Regions from separate parts of the Mus musculus genome. Here region 2 is linked to region 1. The links are chromatin contacts, called in public promoter capture Hi-C maps. All regions are on one chromosome and are shown on one strand. The core of a region is the stretch at or near the end of the contact, and the rest is flanking DNA. Distances in the headings are between cores, read along the strand shown.

The links. Promoter capture Hi-C pulls out the DNA fragments that hold promoters and counts their contacts.
Region 2: a promoter capture Hi-C map of second pharyngeal arch cranial neural crest shows a contact between it and region 1, with 6 times the contacts expected there. The contact joins the enhancer-like site here to the promoter of Serpinb13 in region 1. A contact is called at or near these places in 6 of 39 promoter capture datasets (the C10 cell line, cranial neural crest, hippocampal neurons and 3 more).

The regions. Positions count from the first base shown.
Region 1 is chr1:106,976,180-106,983,719 of GRCm38.p6, forward strand. Serpinb13 (serine (or cysteine) peptidase inhibitor, clade B (ovalbumin), member 13) reads left to right here and starts at 4,805. Exons shown (of 8, transcript NM_172852.3): 1 at 4,805-4,850; 2 at 5,959-6,140; 3 at 6,634-6,690. The coding sequence starts at 5,976.
Region 2 is chr1:107,363,033-107,370,572 of GRCm38.p6, forward strand. Serpinb11 (serine (or cysteine) peptidase inhibitor, clade B (ovalbumin), member 11) reads left to right here. Exons shown (of 8, transcript NM_025867.2): 2 at 6,346-6,531. The coding sequence starts at 6,364. Among named protein-coding and RNA genes, the nearest start is that of Serpinb11, 4.5 kb to the left of the region's middle. Within about 2 kb of position 3,164, at least 8 of the 459 cell types and tissues checked have an H3K27ac peak or open chromatin away from gene starts, as enhancers often do. A contact at or near this core is called in second pharyngeal arch cranial neural crest, where this site is marked.

The DNA of each region.
Region 1 (7,540 bases), core at 3,555-6,054:
CAACAGATCCTGAAGAAATCCAAAACACCATCAACTCCTTCTACAAAAGGCTATACTGAACAAAACTGAAAAACCTGGATGAAATGGACAAATTTCCAGACAGATACCATGTACCAAAGTTAAATCAGGATCAGCTTAATGATCTAAACAGTCCTATATCCCCAAAAGAAATAGAAGCAGTCATTAATAGTCTCCTAACCAAAACCAGCCCAGGACCAGATGGGTTTAGTGCAGAGTTCTATCAGAACTTCAAAGAATGTCTAATTCCAGTGTTTCACAAACTATTCCACAAAATAGAAGCAGAAGGTACTCTACCAAATTCATTTTATGAAGCCACAATCACTCTGATACCTAAACCACAGAAAGACCCAACAAAGATAGAGAACTTTAGACCAATTTCCCTTATGAATATCGATGCAAAAATACTCAATAAAATTCTCACTAACCAAATTCAAGAACACATCAAAACAATCATCCACCCTGACCAAGTAGGTTTCATTCCAGGGATGCAAGGATGGTTTAATATATGGAAATCCATCAAGGTAATCTACTATATAAACAAACTCAGAGAACAACCACATGATCATCTCGTTAGATGTGGAGAAAGCATTTGACAAATCCAATACCCATTCATGATAAAAGTCTTGGAAAGATCAGGAATTTGAGGCCCATACCTAAACGTGATAAAAGCAATCTACAGCAAACCTGTAGCCAACATCAAAGTAAATGGTGAGAAGCTGGAAGCAATCCCACTAAAATCAGGGACTAGACAAGGCTGCCTACTTTCTCCATACCTATTCAACATAGTATTTAAAGTCCTAGCCAGAGCAATTCGACAACAAAAGGAGATCAAGGGGATACAAATTCGAAAGGAAGAAGTCAAAGTATCACTTTTTGCAGATGATATGATAGTATATATAAGTGACCCTAAAAATTCCACAAGAGAACTCCTAAACCTGATAAACAGCTTAAGTGAAGTAGCTGGATATAAAACTAACTCAAATAAGTCAATGGCCTTTCTCTACACAAAGGATAAACAGGCTGAGTAAGAAATTAGGGAAATACCACCCTACACAATAGTCACAAATAATAGAAAATACCTTGGTGTGACTCTAACTAAATAAGTGAAAAATCTGTATGATAAGAACTTCAAGTCTTTGAAGAAAGAATTTAAAGAAGATCTTAGAGTTACAGAGGCAAAGTTTGGAGCTGAGATGAAAGGATGGACCATCTAGAGACTGCCATACCCGGGGATCCATCCCATAACCAGCCTCCAAACGCTGACACCATTGCATACACTAGTAAAATTTTTCTGAAAGGACCCAGATATAGCTGTCTCTTGTGAGGCTATGCCAGGGCCTAGCAAACACAGAAGTGGATGCTCACAGACAGCTATTGGATGGATCACAGGGCCCCCAATGGAGGATCTAGAGGAAGCACCCAAGGAGCTAAAGGGGTCTGCAACCCTATAGGTTGAACAACAATGTGAACTAACCAGTACCCGCCCCCCCCCCCCCCCCCGAGCTCGTGTCTCTAGCTGCATATGTATCAGAAGATGGCCTAGTTGGCCCACATTGGAAAGAGAGGCTTATTGGTCTTGCAAACTATATACCTCAGTACCGGTGAACCCCAGGGCCAAGAAGTGGGAGTAGGTTGGTAGGGGTGTTGGGGGAGGGCAGGGTATGGGGGACTTTTGGGATAGCATTGGAAATGTAAAGGAAGAAAATACCTAATTAAAAAATAATAATTTGCCACACACAAAAAAAGAATCACCGAAGAATTTTGTAATTTTTGCAAAAGCAATGTTGTGTTTGAAACACATGTTAAAACATGTTTGTCTTAGGTTAATTACTTAAAATCAAAGCCGAAGACACTCATTTTTGTTCCTCTAATTTTTCAGAGGGAGATTTTTTTTTTTTGAGAAATGGAAGTCAGAGCAAGGGTAATCGTTAATTAGTAGTGTGTTTTCTCTAGAGAGTTCATTCTCTAATACCACAGAGCAAGTGCAGAACCAAGGCTATGTGACAGTCAGTTGGTGAAGTGGTTTTGTTCCTTATGTAAAAATTGTTACAGTCATACATGTGTGTTACATATGTATGTATTTGATGTCATTTCACACCATTTCCTTTGGTCACTCCTCTTCTCCATTCACTAAGCCTTTCTGTTCACAGCTCTCCCTCTATATTCATGTCTTCTTTATGGGAATGTGTAGCTAGATGGAGTCATGTTAGTGCCCAGTAGTTTATGCTTGGAACAAACAAATAAACTTATCCTAAGTGTTACCATTTCATTTTTAGACTCCATTTAATCATAGGGAAAAACTAAATTCAAAGTCCTAGACCCTCGAGGAGCTGGGGACTTCCCAATAGTTGAACAGCTTCTGTTGTAACCAGTTGCCTGAGTCCAGACATCTCAGGGACAATTTGTAAGGAGATAGCTGTCTTAGTCTATCTGTCTCAGGGACAACTTCTCCATCTTATTGGCAAGGTCAAACAAATTCATGTTCCCAGGCCTAGGAATGAACCCCTATTTCACTTCTCCAAATGTTTTCTTTATTGTCTGTTAATTGGTAAAGAATATAGAAAGTGCTGGTCTCTAAGACAAGGTGCATACATTGTAAAACTACATAACTAATGCCTGCCAAGCTCTCATTAACTACATGCAACTGACCCTGTCCTTTGTCTCCTTATCCCTCTGAATTCTGGACCTAATGTCTAGGGCAATGAATTAAGGACCTTGAAACTAGGTGCCCTGGATACAGCCCAGTTTCCAACAGGTCCTCTCTTGTTTAATGCATAATGTCAACATTCAATTGGATAACACTTCACAAAATTGCCCTCTCATTTTGTGTTCCCATCTTTTAAAAATGTACAATCTCTCTTAGGGAACTGGTTCAGATCCTGAACTGGCTGCTTGCCCGAGTGCTCAGGAAATAAAGCTTTTGTGTCTGATGTGAGTTTTCTTCACCTCTACCTCAACCCAACACATACGATAGGAGCAGTTTCTGGTGAAGACAATGAGTGTGTGAGTGGACCTTTAAAGGAGAGTGAATACAGTCAGGGAATGGGAGATGCCCTCAAAATGTATATAGACTGTGAAGTGGTGGGAGCAGTTAGAAAGGCCAGAGGCCAGAGAGGCAAAAGCAGAGAAAACGTTTCTCTACAGAAGCAGAGGTTTAAGAAAATAGCTACACAGTGGGGCTGTAAGTGTAGGGGCCACAGAGAAAAGGATAAAAGTGGATAGACATATTAAGGCATATAATATTATTATAGACTCAAGGATTTTGGGCTATTAACCCCCCTAACATTACATATCTTTGACATTAGAGTTAACTATAACTAACATTTCCATATGGCAGATGTTAGGGTTAACTTTAAGTGCTGATTCTTTGAATCCTTACTCAATTTGGGTATTTCCAGTGACAATTACAAAAGAGAAGCTACTTAAATGCTGCTTTAAAATTATTTTAAAAGTTTGTATATGAGCTATGCCTTAAGGCTGCATCTCTAAGAAGAACCATCTTCAGGGTTACTGGAATTACAACGCCCTCCCAGGGGCAGCTGCTCAGCAAGGATGACTAACCACACCCTTTTTAAATACTGAAGCGGGATCCAGTCGTCAGTGTTTCTCTTGTTCTTTTGATGAACTGGTAGAGCCAGTTGGGATGTGCCAGGGTTGGCAAAAATGGAATTTGGAGGTGCAGTTTCCTATCAAGCTTTCCCTACTTTGCAAATAGTTTTCCAGAACCTCTGTTGACTATTCACGAAGTACTTAACATAGTGTCTAGTACATGGTAGACTGAATAATTATTTATTGAATACATTCTGATTGGCATCTTAATAAATGGACACAATATTTGGGATCATACATGGTTTTGTGTGTGTGTGTGTGTCTGCCTGCAAGTTTGAAGTTGCCTGTCCAGTTGTTCTTTTTTTTTCTTTCTAGTTTATGCCTAGCATAATAATGTTTGTTTATCTTCTTACTTGCATTTGGCACTACAAAATAATAAAACCAGAAGCTAGAGTTTCATATCCTGAATGGCTTGTCAGGACCCAACACTGTTGGTCTGTGGTAAATAAAGTATGCTTTCACTGATGTCTTCATTAGACTACATAAACAAGTGGCGCCGAACCTTGTCTGAGCATCCATCCTAATCACCATAGGTGATTAAAAATTCTGAAGCTGGCTCTCACTACAGAGAGGCTGACTCTGGGTTCAGGCTGGGATGTAGGTATTTTTCTCAAGTCCCTCAGAAGAGTGTGTTGTATTTCTAAGGTGCTCTAACACTTTTTGTCTTCCTGGGGCATCCCTTTTATCATTTAAGTATGAAGGGCCTCTTTTGGGTTGCTCTCCTGCCTCATGGGCTATAATTCCCTTGACCTGACCATTAAAGTTTTACCCTTTAGTACTTTGAACATCTGCTTTCAATCTTGTTTTGCTCTCTGAATGATTTGAATGTCTTTATGCTTGGTTTCCAGGCAGAATTTCTGAGGGATCTTGAAGTTACCTTCCAGTGTACTTGAAGTACATATTAAAGTTGAAAACACAGTTGCTGATAACTTTAACTACATAATTTCATCACTACACACACACACACACACACACACACACACACACACACACACACACACAAAATAAAAGAAATTAAGCTCTTAGTTTTCTCATAAACCTTGCCTGCTATTTTTATTAGGGAAACTGTTGTTGAGAAACCAGAGGCTGTTTCACTGGAAAGATAAACTGTAATGACTAGGGAGAGGCAGAGAGCACTCACTATAAATTAAAGACCTCAGCTACTCACTCTACATAGATTCCTAGTCTCTGTCCAGCCACTGCTGTCTCTTCAGAGCCAGGTAAGTTCTTCCTCAGATCCAGTTTGAGTTCTCTGCTTTGAGAATATGGCTGTTGTGGATTTGAAATAAATATATATTTTTTTGTGCATAGACTGTTCTTGAGGTTATTTTATTTCAGTGCCCAAATGATCATTGCAATTTATCTTGTTTGATAATGAGTTAAATCCTTTTATTTCTGAGTAAGGAATCCCTATAATGAACCGAGGTGGAACCTCTAACAGCAAATGCAAGATGGCGGACTTCATAGCAAGGATGAGACCTAAAGTGTGAGGGCTGTTGAGAGCTTTATGTATCTTACTCATTTTGATTTTTTTTTAAAAACCTTTATGAAATAAATGCTGAAGAAAACATAAAGCATATCCATACTCTACTTGTTTATTTGGTAGATATTAACGGTTCTTCGAAAATTATTTTTTTTTGTGATTTTAATAACAGTAAGATTAGTTCACTGAAAAAAATCCAAAACAAATTTTTAAAAAGTGTAAGAAAGGAAAACTCTTAACGTAACCCATGAGTATGGATACTCCACTGCCCTTCAGGAGAAAATTCAGACCGTATTAAACTTTTTGTGGGGTTAGGAATCAGGGATAGGGATCTAACATGTTCTCCTATATTGGATTGTATTTGGATGTCTTGAGAAATGAAAAGTGTCAGATAAGAATACAACTGTTGTATTACAATGAGTCTGGATTGGAGAATACTGCTTGAATGTAAGACCTGTGGGGATTCCCATGCTGTCAGAATCCTGCCTTCCCACAAGCTGGGCAGCTGGATAAGCTACACTTGTGCAGGGCAAAGGGTGGGTCTGCTCAGTGGAACTTCGATGATGTCTAGGACGGGATGCAGATTCTGACTACAGATAAACCAGAGGAGAAAACCATTAAGGCATTACCATACCTCCCTGGGAAAGAAGAACTGATAACCACTGGATGAAACTAGTTTATGCTTCTTATGCTGACTTACATCTTCTGTTATGGGAGCAGGACAAGGAGTGGGCAGTAGTTCTGAGGGTCAGGAATAACAGTGTTCTGGATAAATGAAGGAAAGAATAACTCGAGCATAAGGCAGCCCAGTCCAGAAGTGGTGTTGATTGTTATTGCTGTTCTAGATTACTTGGAAACAATCATGGACTCACTAGGCACAGCAGCCACACAGTTCCTGTTTGATCTTTTCAAAGAACTGAATAAAACAAATGATGGCAACGTCTTCTTTTCCCCTGTGGGCATCTCAACAGCCATTGGCATGATCATCCTGGGGACCCGAGGAGCCACTGCTTCTGAGTTACAGAAGGTGGGGAGCTTCCTTTCCTGTCCAGAAAGAGGCTTGGTTTTGAGATTTACCCTCTAGCATTGCCTTGAAAATGTGTGCAACTTGACCTGCTGATGAATGTGGAGTAATTTCAAGTCTGTCAGGGAAGGCCTCTTCCCTGTCCAGGTTCCATTTGCTCCTTGATGCTTGGCATTCCTTTAAGTAGGGGTATGATAAACAGCCTTTTTAAAAGCCATTATTCTATAGTTAAAGAGGATATGAAAGCCCAAGGTAACTTTGATTACTTATGGAATTTCTATTTGGCCTAAATGACATATCTAAGATGAAGACCCAAATGAGCCTATTACTAGGCTCCTCTGAAGATATCAGGGGGCAACATAGACATTTCTCTGGCTTTTCAAGGAGATGATGTTTCCTGTATGCCACTGAAAACACATGAATATCAGCCTTTCCTTGACCATGTGAAATTTCTATTTATTTCTGTCTAATAATAACAATATTTTCTCTCTGCTAGGTACTTTACACTGAACAAGGCACAGAAAGCTCGAGAATTAAGTCTGAAGAAGAAGAGGTGGGGCATGTGTGTTAAACACCTTCCAGTGTGATTGATTACCTTTCAGGTGTAAGAGGAGTAGGAAAAGTGTGGAAGTGGCTAGTATTGCTTACATCACACTCTCAAGTAGTAGTCACTGAAGACAAATCATATTTATAGGTATATTAGTTTATTTTTTTGCTGCTATAACAAAGTCCTAGAGGCTAAAAGTTTTATAAATAAGAGCTTGCTCAAAAGCTCCTGGATTGGGTGTTGAAAGTCCCAGATTGGGTGGCTTTTTACCTGTTTGGTTTTGTAGAGAGTCTTCTGAAGTGCACTATAATGTAACGGAATGAACTCTGGTGGTACACAGAAGGGGCTGAGCTTGTGGCTGGTCTTGCTTTATGAAATCTACTCTCAGAGAGCTAACTTCTTCTGGGAGACTTTCATTACCCTTTTTGAGGGCAGTGTCTTGGGTGACCTAATCACCAAGTCCCTTAAATGTTTCCCTCTCTTGACACCAATTATATCTAGTGCAGGCTTTTAGAACAGGAACTCAGGGGAGAAAGATCACCTCCAACCACAGCATTTGGACTGCACAAAACTAAATTTCCAATAAGAAGAAATCAAAACAGCCAGCAGTCACTATGAATACTGACACACTGAAAAGTTATAACAGCTTTGAAATTATAGAGAATTGGGTCAAGTTCTGGCTTGGGCTTGTCAGGACTGTGAGACTTTGGCAAGTAATTCACTTTCTTTAATCCTCTGTGACATTTCCAATAGAATCATCTAGATAATGCATTTAACTCACCCAGTAATGCTAATTTGAATTAATTATTGCTAAATGGAATTAATTTTTTGCCCCTCCTATTACTATTTCCTTAAA
Region 2 (7,540 bases), core at 1,914-4,413, 390 kb after region 1:
TCTCAAAGAGCTGACCAAGACTTTGTGTCTCTGTACAGACCTATTTCTGATACATGTTCTCCTTCTGACATTTCCCAAATAGAATCATCTCTTCTTGAATACATTTTTTAAAACCTTGAAAGGAGAAGAAACTCAGGAATCTTTTTTTGCTGCCTTTTCTCCCACAGCTACCTTTAGATTACACATTCAACTTTCCTGGAAGATGTTTCTTGTCCTAAAATATAGGCAGAAATGTACAGAGATATTCAAGGAAGCTTTCTAAAATTCTCACCTTCTTTTCAAATTCCAATGCATCATCTTCTATGAAGCTCCCGACTTTCCCTCTGCAGATCGGTTTGGCCACGATGGCTTCTACACGTGTTTTTCAGGATTCATATGTTTTTAGACTTTTAACCAGTTCATTCTTCTTTGTGCAAATTGACTGGTCAGTCTTTATTCGTCTAGATGTGAATAAATATTCAGTGTTATTTTCTCTAGTATATATTTGTTCTGGGGCAAAATGAAGACATTGATAAGTTCAAAAATTTATTATCCTTCCCCCAAGAAATGATAATTCTAGTGACAAAACCCAGTATATTCACAGGACCAAAACCTGTAATTCATCTAGACGTTATTCTCTTTATGCAAAGACAATCACCCAGATGTAGAAAAATTGTCAATAAAGACTAGAGCATAAAATTACTTGAATACAATTTTGAAACTAGAACTGTTGCAAAAGATTTGTGCTTATAGCTATAAAGGTAGTGTTCTAGCTGGTAGGTGGTGATGCATGCCTTTAATCCCAGTACTTGGGAGGCAGAGGCAGGTGAATTTCTGAGTTTGAGGCCAGCCTGGTATACAAAGTGAGTTCCAGGACAGCCAGGGCTATACAGAGAAACCCTGTCTTGATAAACAAAAACAAAACAAAAACAACAAACAAACAAGCAAACAAAAACCAAAAAAAAAAATTTAGTGTTCTAGAGAATAACTGAGATTATAGATGTCTTGAATGCTGCATTATAAACCTGTGGACACAAAGCTCATGACGTTATTATAATTATACATTTCTAACACCTTTATAAATATGAACTCAGCATTTTTGTTTCTTGTATGATGCACTGCCAGGTTCAGTGGTGAGGTCATACAAGCTGTACTGTTTATTTACTCTTATCTGTTGAAGTTAGCTGGCAATGCTGTTGCATTACTTAATAGCATGTGGCAGCGATTGGGAGAAGTGGGAGGCTCAGGAGAGATGGACCACAGCTCCATTCCCAACAGTGTGCAATCTCTCAAGCTCCCAATGCATCCTCTGCAGAACTGCAGAGGCATAGCTCGTCTTTCAAGACTAAAGACTGTGAATCCTGCACATACAGTACTTGGTGTGTATATGGACCCTGTGACCAATCACTTATTTCTCAAAGGCATTTCCAATCACTTATTTCTCAAAGGCATTTTAGTGTAGGCCTGTAAATAGGGACTATGGAGATGTTCTTCACAGCACTTCCTATGACGCTGTGATGCAGGGTGCCATTAAAGCATCAGTCCCTGGGGAGTAAATAGGGTAACATATGACAAAAATACAAGAATTCACTAGCAGAAGTGAATCCATCTGGAGCAACGTAATATTTAGTACTAAATGAAGAATAAACCACTTAACAGAAAATTGCTTATGAAAACCAAAAAAGTGTATGACCCAATAAAATAGATAGTTTACAAGAACACCTACAAAAAAAAGGGTTTTGTCTAAAGAAATTAAAAGTATGATCTGAGACTGGGGTGAAAGAGAGTGAATTAGCTTAACATGCTGAGTAAAGAGAAGAAGGACCTGTGTAGTCACAGGACTCTGGCTCCCAAGGGCAGGGGCTGATGCTTTGAGCTTTTCTACTCAGGATTATAAAGAAAGACAGTCAGAGTTTTAGAAAGTACAGAATGCAGTAAGTGACCCTACTGTGTTCTAAAGTCTTTTAAGAAGCTTCATTAATTGCAGGGTTCCTTGACTGCTTTATAATCAAAATGGCACAAATTGAAAATAAACTACATGTACTTGAAGTTACATCCTAGAATGTGATTTCATCCAGTAACTCCACCCAGTACAGAGTTGAATAGAGTATGGAGAGCGGCCAGCTTGGATGTACCTCAGTACTGGGTGGACTTTTATTATTTAGATTACCAAATAAGTGTTTTCCAAGGACACTAATTATTATTATAGGTATGATGGAGAGCTGTACTAAGATGAAGCTGAACGGCAGCATCTTGCTCTGAAGACTCGAGCTGTACAGAGACACGAGATCAGCAAAGCCCCCCCCCCGCCCCCCAATATTTTTGTTTAAAAAAAATCACAAGGAAATGGTGGACTAGCTCATGCTTGGCTCCAGTGTGCCATGCTGGGTGGTGTCAGAGCTACTGCACAGCATCCAGTGCATGGGAATGGGTTTAGTGACCATTGTTATTTGCAGGATGGGGTGATGATCATCACCAGCACCGTGTAAATGCCATGGTTCATTGTTTTGAAAGTCCACAGATGACACATTTCCTTTTGCTTCTCAGTTGCCTGACAGCATTCGGTTGAGCCACAGGCTCCCCTCCCTCTCTCAGACCTGAGGACCATGTGCCCTCGGCTCTTTATGACAGTGAGAACACAGAGCACTGAGCATGACACACATTCCTAAATCAGTGACACACATGGTCACACCCCAGAGAGTACACCTCCAGTGAGCTCAGGTCAAATGGGCATGGCTGAAAACACACATTAGTGACTACAGTCAATGGACAGAAGCAGGGAGGGCTAGATGGTTTGCTATACTGTCCTTGGGAACATGTGTTTAGTCTAGCATTCTAAAAACGCGTGGAGCTATATGTAAGAGAGAAGAGGTAAAAGAATGAAGTGTTTTCAGATCTGGGACGGTCTAACTAAAATGCATAGATGCATTAGAAAACTATGAATTTTCTTAAGTGGGCCTGCTCGTCTTAGAGGCCAAGGAGGCATAAACAGATCTTCTGAAGTAAGCAGTGATGCTTCTAGCTGCAAGTAGCAACAGAAGACTAAACTAAAACGTTTCATTTACAAAGCAAGAAAAGCTGTCAGAAGACATGACAAGAAATGCCAAAGTAGGGTAGATCCAAGCCAGTTAATCCACCCACACAGCTGTGAGTCATTAGGGACTCCAATTCCCTGAGTCTTTCTCCACTGGCATGCTGGGCTCTCTCTTTGACCTCATGCGCATGCAAAGCTCCTCGAATGGTACCCACATGTAGACAGCATAGCTCTGAAAAAGGAGATTCTCCGACGGGCTTATTGACCTTTTCCAGGGAAAAGGTTTCTTTAGCAAGGATTGCAGAAGTTCCTAGGTCCTAAGCCGCTCACTGACAAGTACTGCTGCATTGTTTTAATTGGTTTAGGCAATTAAGACTTGAGATCAGGAAGCTTAAGGTCTTCTCCTAAGCATACACTGAGTCTGTATCACAGCTCATCTTCTTGCTGACTGCTGCGTAATTAACATTTAAAATGTGCTGTCCAGAAAGCAGGGGAGAGGAGGCTGAACAGTAAGCAGAGAATCCGGGGGAAAAAATCAGAAAGGAGGGCAGGTGGGAAGAAGGTCACAGAGATGGTGTGTGTATGCTAACTTGATTACCTGGTAGCTCAGCTTCATAAGAGCTCTCGGGGCATTCTGACTTCTCAGTGGGGCAAGTTTTCTTCTAAAGGCACATCTTACTTTTCTCTATCCTCACTTTTCATGGCGTTTGGTTTCCCACTTCGTTTTCTGGATCTGTATGTTTCTTTTCCTGCATGTTGGTCTCTTTTCAACCCATTGCTTTTCTCGTGGATGTTCTGACTTCTTGCACATTCCTGGAAAACCCTCCTACTTTTCCATAGAAGGAGGCTGCGCCTCTCAGGGTACATCTGCTTCTTTCTTCTGTACTTCCACTGAAGTCTATGCGTACCTGCTTAGTGTGGTACTTACTGGATTAAAATCCCCTCTCTTCACATACTTTTATGAGGGGCATCTACATGTCCACCAAGGAGAACAAAAAGGAATCCATGATCTGATGGAGGCAGGAATCTAGGGAGTAGATCAGATAAAAAAAATGGCATGTGTAGTGAGTCAGGTGGAGTGTTCTAGGAAGAAAAAGAGCCTGAAGAGTTATGACGTAGGGATGTGGCTGAGTTTTCAATGGGAACGGCCATGGGAAGGGTTACTGATGCAGTGTATTTCTGAAAGGAAAGAGGAATGATCTGCCAGAGTGAGCCTTCTGACAACTGGGGGGAAGAACAGCTCAGAGGAGGGATAAACAATGTAGAAGGCCTGATATGGACATGCTTGGTATATTGGATGAAAGGAAAAGCTATGGTATCGAGAGTCAGTGAAGTAGGACAGAGATGAGTCTTGAGAAGGCCAGGGTCAGGTCAGGGAAGTGGCATGCTGGGTATGGTAAGGCTTTGACTTTTCTGAGAATGGCTTGGTACTGAAGATGCTGAGTTCAGAGGAGCATGGCATCTGACCTTTAAGTAACACTACTCTTGCCTCTCAAGAAAATACAAATAGGGAACATAAAAATGAAGGAGGTAACCAGGTATGCAAAGTGTTGCAATATTGTTGGGATGGAAGAGGAAAGCTTTGTCTAAAGTGGTAAAATCAGAAAGAGTGACAGCATTTTTAAAAGTAGAGGACATAAGGTATTTTTATAGACTGAAGGTGAACAAGAATGAGAAAGTATTAAAGGATAATATCCAGGTTATTAGCCTGTAAGTTGGAAAAGTGGAACTATGAGTTCTGCAAATGAGGGAAGATGTGATGGAACAGGCAAGGTGGAGTGCTGGGGAGCCAAGGGTTTGCTCTCCCTCATGTCAGATCTGAAGGAACCCTCAGGCATGTAAGTGAAGAGTCAAGTGTGAATTTGGATATATGGGTCTAGAATGGAGGAGCAGCATACATTCAAAACAAAGTCAGCATCGTTCTTGCTGGAACCAAACATCTGGGGAAATGAAAAGGTAAGAAGAGGTTCCACTTAGCTTGTAGTTTCAGAAAGCTCAGTCTAACATAGTGAAGGAATTATGGAATAGAACAAATTATAGAGGGAACAAAGATGAGTAGGAAAGGGAGAGAGCAAGGGAGAGAGAGAGGGAGAGGGAGAGGGAAAGAGAGAGGGACAGGGACAGGAATAGGGACAGGGAAAGGGAGATAGGGAGACGGGATAGACAGGGATAGGGACAGGAGTAGGGAGATGGCAAGAAAACGAATAGCTCCAAGTATGTAAACCTAGTGAGGTCATTCCTTCAGACAGGTTCTACCTAATGTTCCCAGAACTTCTCAAAATAGTTTCATCAGCTTGAGGCCAGCTATTCAGTTCATGAGCCTATGGGGCACATTTTATACTCGATTTCCAGCAAGGAACTATCAGAGTTTTGGTGATAAGTGAACCTGAGTTGGGATGAGGTCACCTGAGGTGTGGGTATACAAGCAGATAACTCTCAGGTCTGAAGCTTGATGATTTATGATGAGCAGTTGCCAGCAATGGAGAAAGACTCTGAATGTGAGAGTAAGGGGTTACTCAGGAGGCAGGCAGTGGAGTAAGAGACTGACTACCAGGAAGACAAAGCAAAGAAGTGTTTGCTGGCAATGGACCCTATGAAGAATGAAGTCTCCTTGTTTCCAGGAACTACTTTTTTAAATTTTATGTTTTTTTTTATCTTTTTTATTGGATATTTTATGAACTTACATTTCAAATGTTATCCCCTTTCCTGGTTTCCCCTCCAGAACCCCCTCTTCCTTCCTTCCTTCCCCTGCTTCTATAAGAATGCTCCTCCTCTCACCCACCCACTCCCATGTCACTGCCCTGATATTCCCCTACACTGGGGAATCGAGCCTTCATAGAACCAAGGGCTTCTCCTCCAATGGCTGCCAGCCAGGAACTACTCTTGAAGTTTGCTGTTTCTATGGCTAGCTCTTCACTCTCGCTGGTGCTCCATCAGTGTCTGTAGGACTAGACTTTCTTTCCCAATATGCTGTTTCCCTAACATACTGCACACTGCAGCACCAACCTTCTTTTTCTCAGGTTTTCCCTTTTCTGTTCCTCCCCTGATATGGCTCTGACTGGGTCACCTTCTAGCTTTACTTCACAGTCTTGGAAGAGTGCCAAGAAGGGGATAAAACTGTGTCAGGTGTCAGGTTGTTTGTGGGAAACTGCATAGAGAGCTGCTACCCTCCTCCTGTGAGGTTCTGAACAGGAGCAGTCTGGTGGGAAAACAACTGTTTGTCTGAGTCTGTGAAGCATAAGCATTTTGGCACACACATCCCAGGGCAAGGGGTATTTTACAGCATAGAAAGTACGCACACAAGGACTGAAATATTTTTGCTCTACTTGTAGGCATTGTTTGGGATAAGAATGGATCCCATCACCACAGCGAGTACTGAATTTTGCCTTGATGTGTTCAAAGAGCTGAGCAGTAACAACGTGGGAGAAAACATCTTCTTTTCTCCGCTGACTACGTTTTATGCTCTAAGCATGCTTCTCCTGGGTACCAGGGGAAAGAGTGCTGAGCAAATGGAAAAGGTAATATGAAGCAGAACTCCCCCAGAAACCAGACATCTCCCATGTGCTCTTTCTTGTCTGACAAACTTCAGCTATTTTCATCTAAAAAGATATTGTGTAATGAAAAGGCATACTTAGGCAAGTCATATTTATTAGAAAGGCAAAAGTTTTAAATAAAAGAGTTTAATATAAGTCAGTGCAGTACAGTAACTTTTTTCAATTTTTCAATAACTTATTTGTTTATTCACATTGCACGCCAATAGCAGTCCCTTCACTCCTGTCCTCCCAGTGCTGCCCTTGAAAATTCCTCCTCCATTCTCCCTCCCTTTCTACTCAGAGAAGGGGATGCTCCCTTGTGTACCACCTCACCCTGGGGCATTTAGTTTCAGCAGAACTCAGAACCTCCGCTCCCACTGAGGCCCAACCAGGCAGTCCAAGTAGGGGAAAGTGATTCAATGGTAGGCAACAGGGTTAGAGACTGCCCCCACTCCAATTGTTAGGAAACTCCTATGAAGACCAAGCTGGACATCTGCTACAAGCATGTAGGGAACGTTGGTCTAGCCCCTTCATGATCATTTCTAACATTACTATTTTGGCTATTTGAACATAATAGAGAACACATGTTTCATACTATTCTTTTGATCTAAAATTTTAAACTGAAAACCCTTATAAGAGTTTAAATACATTTAAAAAAGGAGGTATTACTAAATTTATTCATGGCAACCCTGTTAGCAAGCAGAGTTTGTTATTCTCATTTTACTTCTAGGGAAATGGTGACATGTCACATGACCCTGGCTGCAAGATCTGAATGTCTAGAAAGTATCTCTTGATAGCTCTTAGTATAGCTGCTGCCTTGCTGTTACTTTACTGGGAAACTGCCATGTTTTCTGGGCTCCCTTTGAGCCATGCTCTAGTTAAAGGACTGAAGAGTAGGAAGAAGGCAGAGTGGCCTCCCATAATAGAGTTCTGCTCCTAGAACCTGGTAAACTATGTACTGGGGTAAGGGTGCTTGTCATGTCTGGTCTCAGTT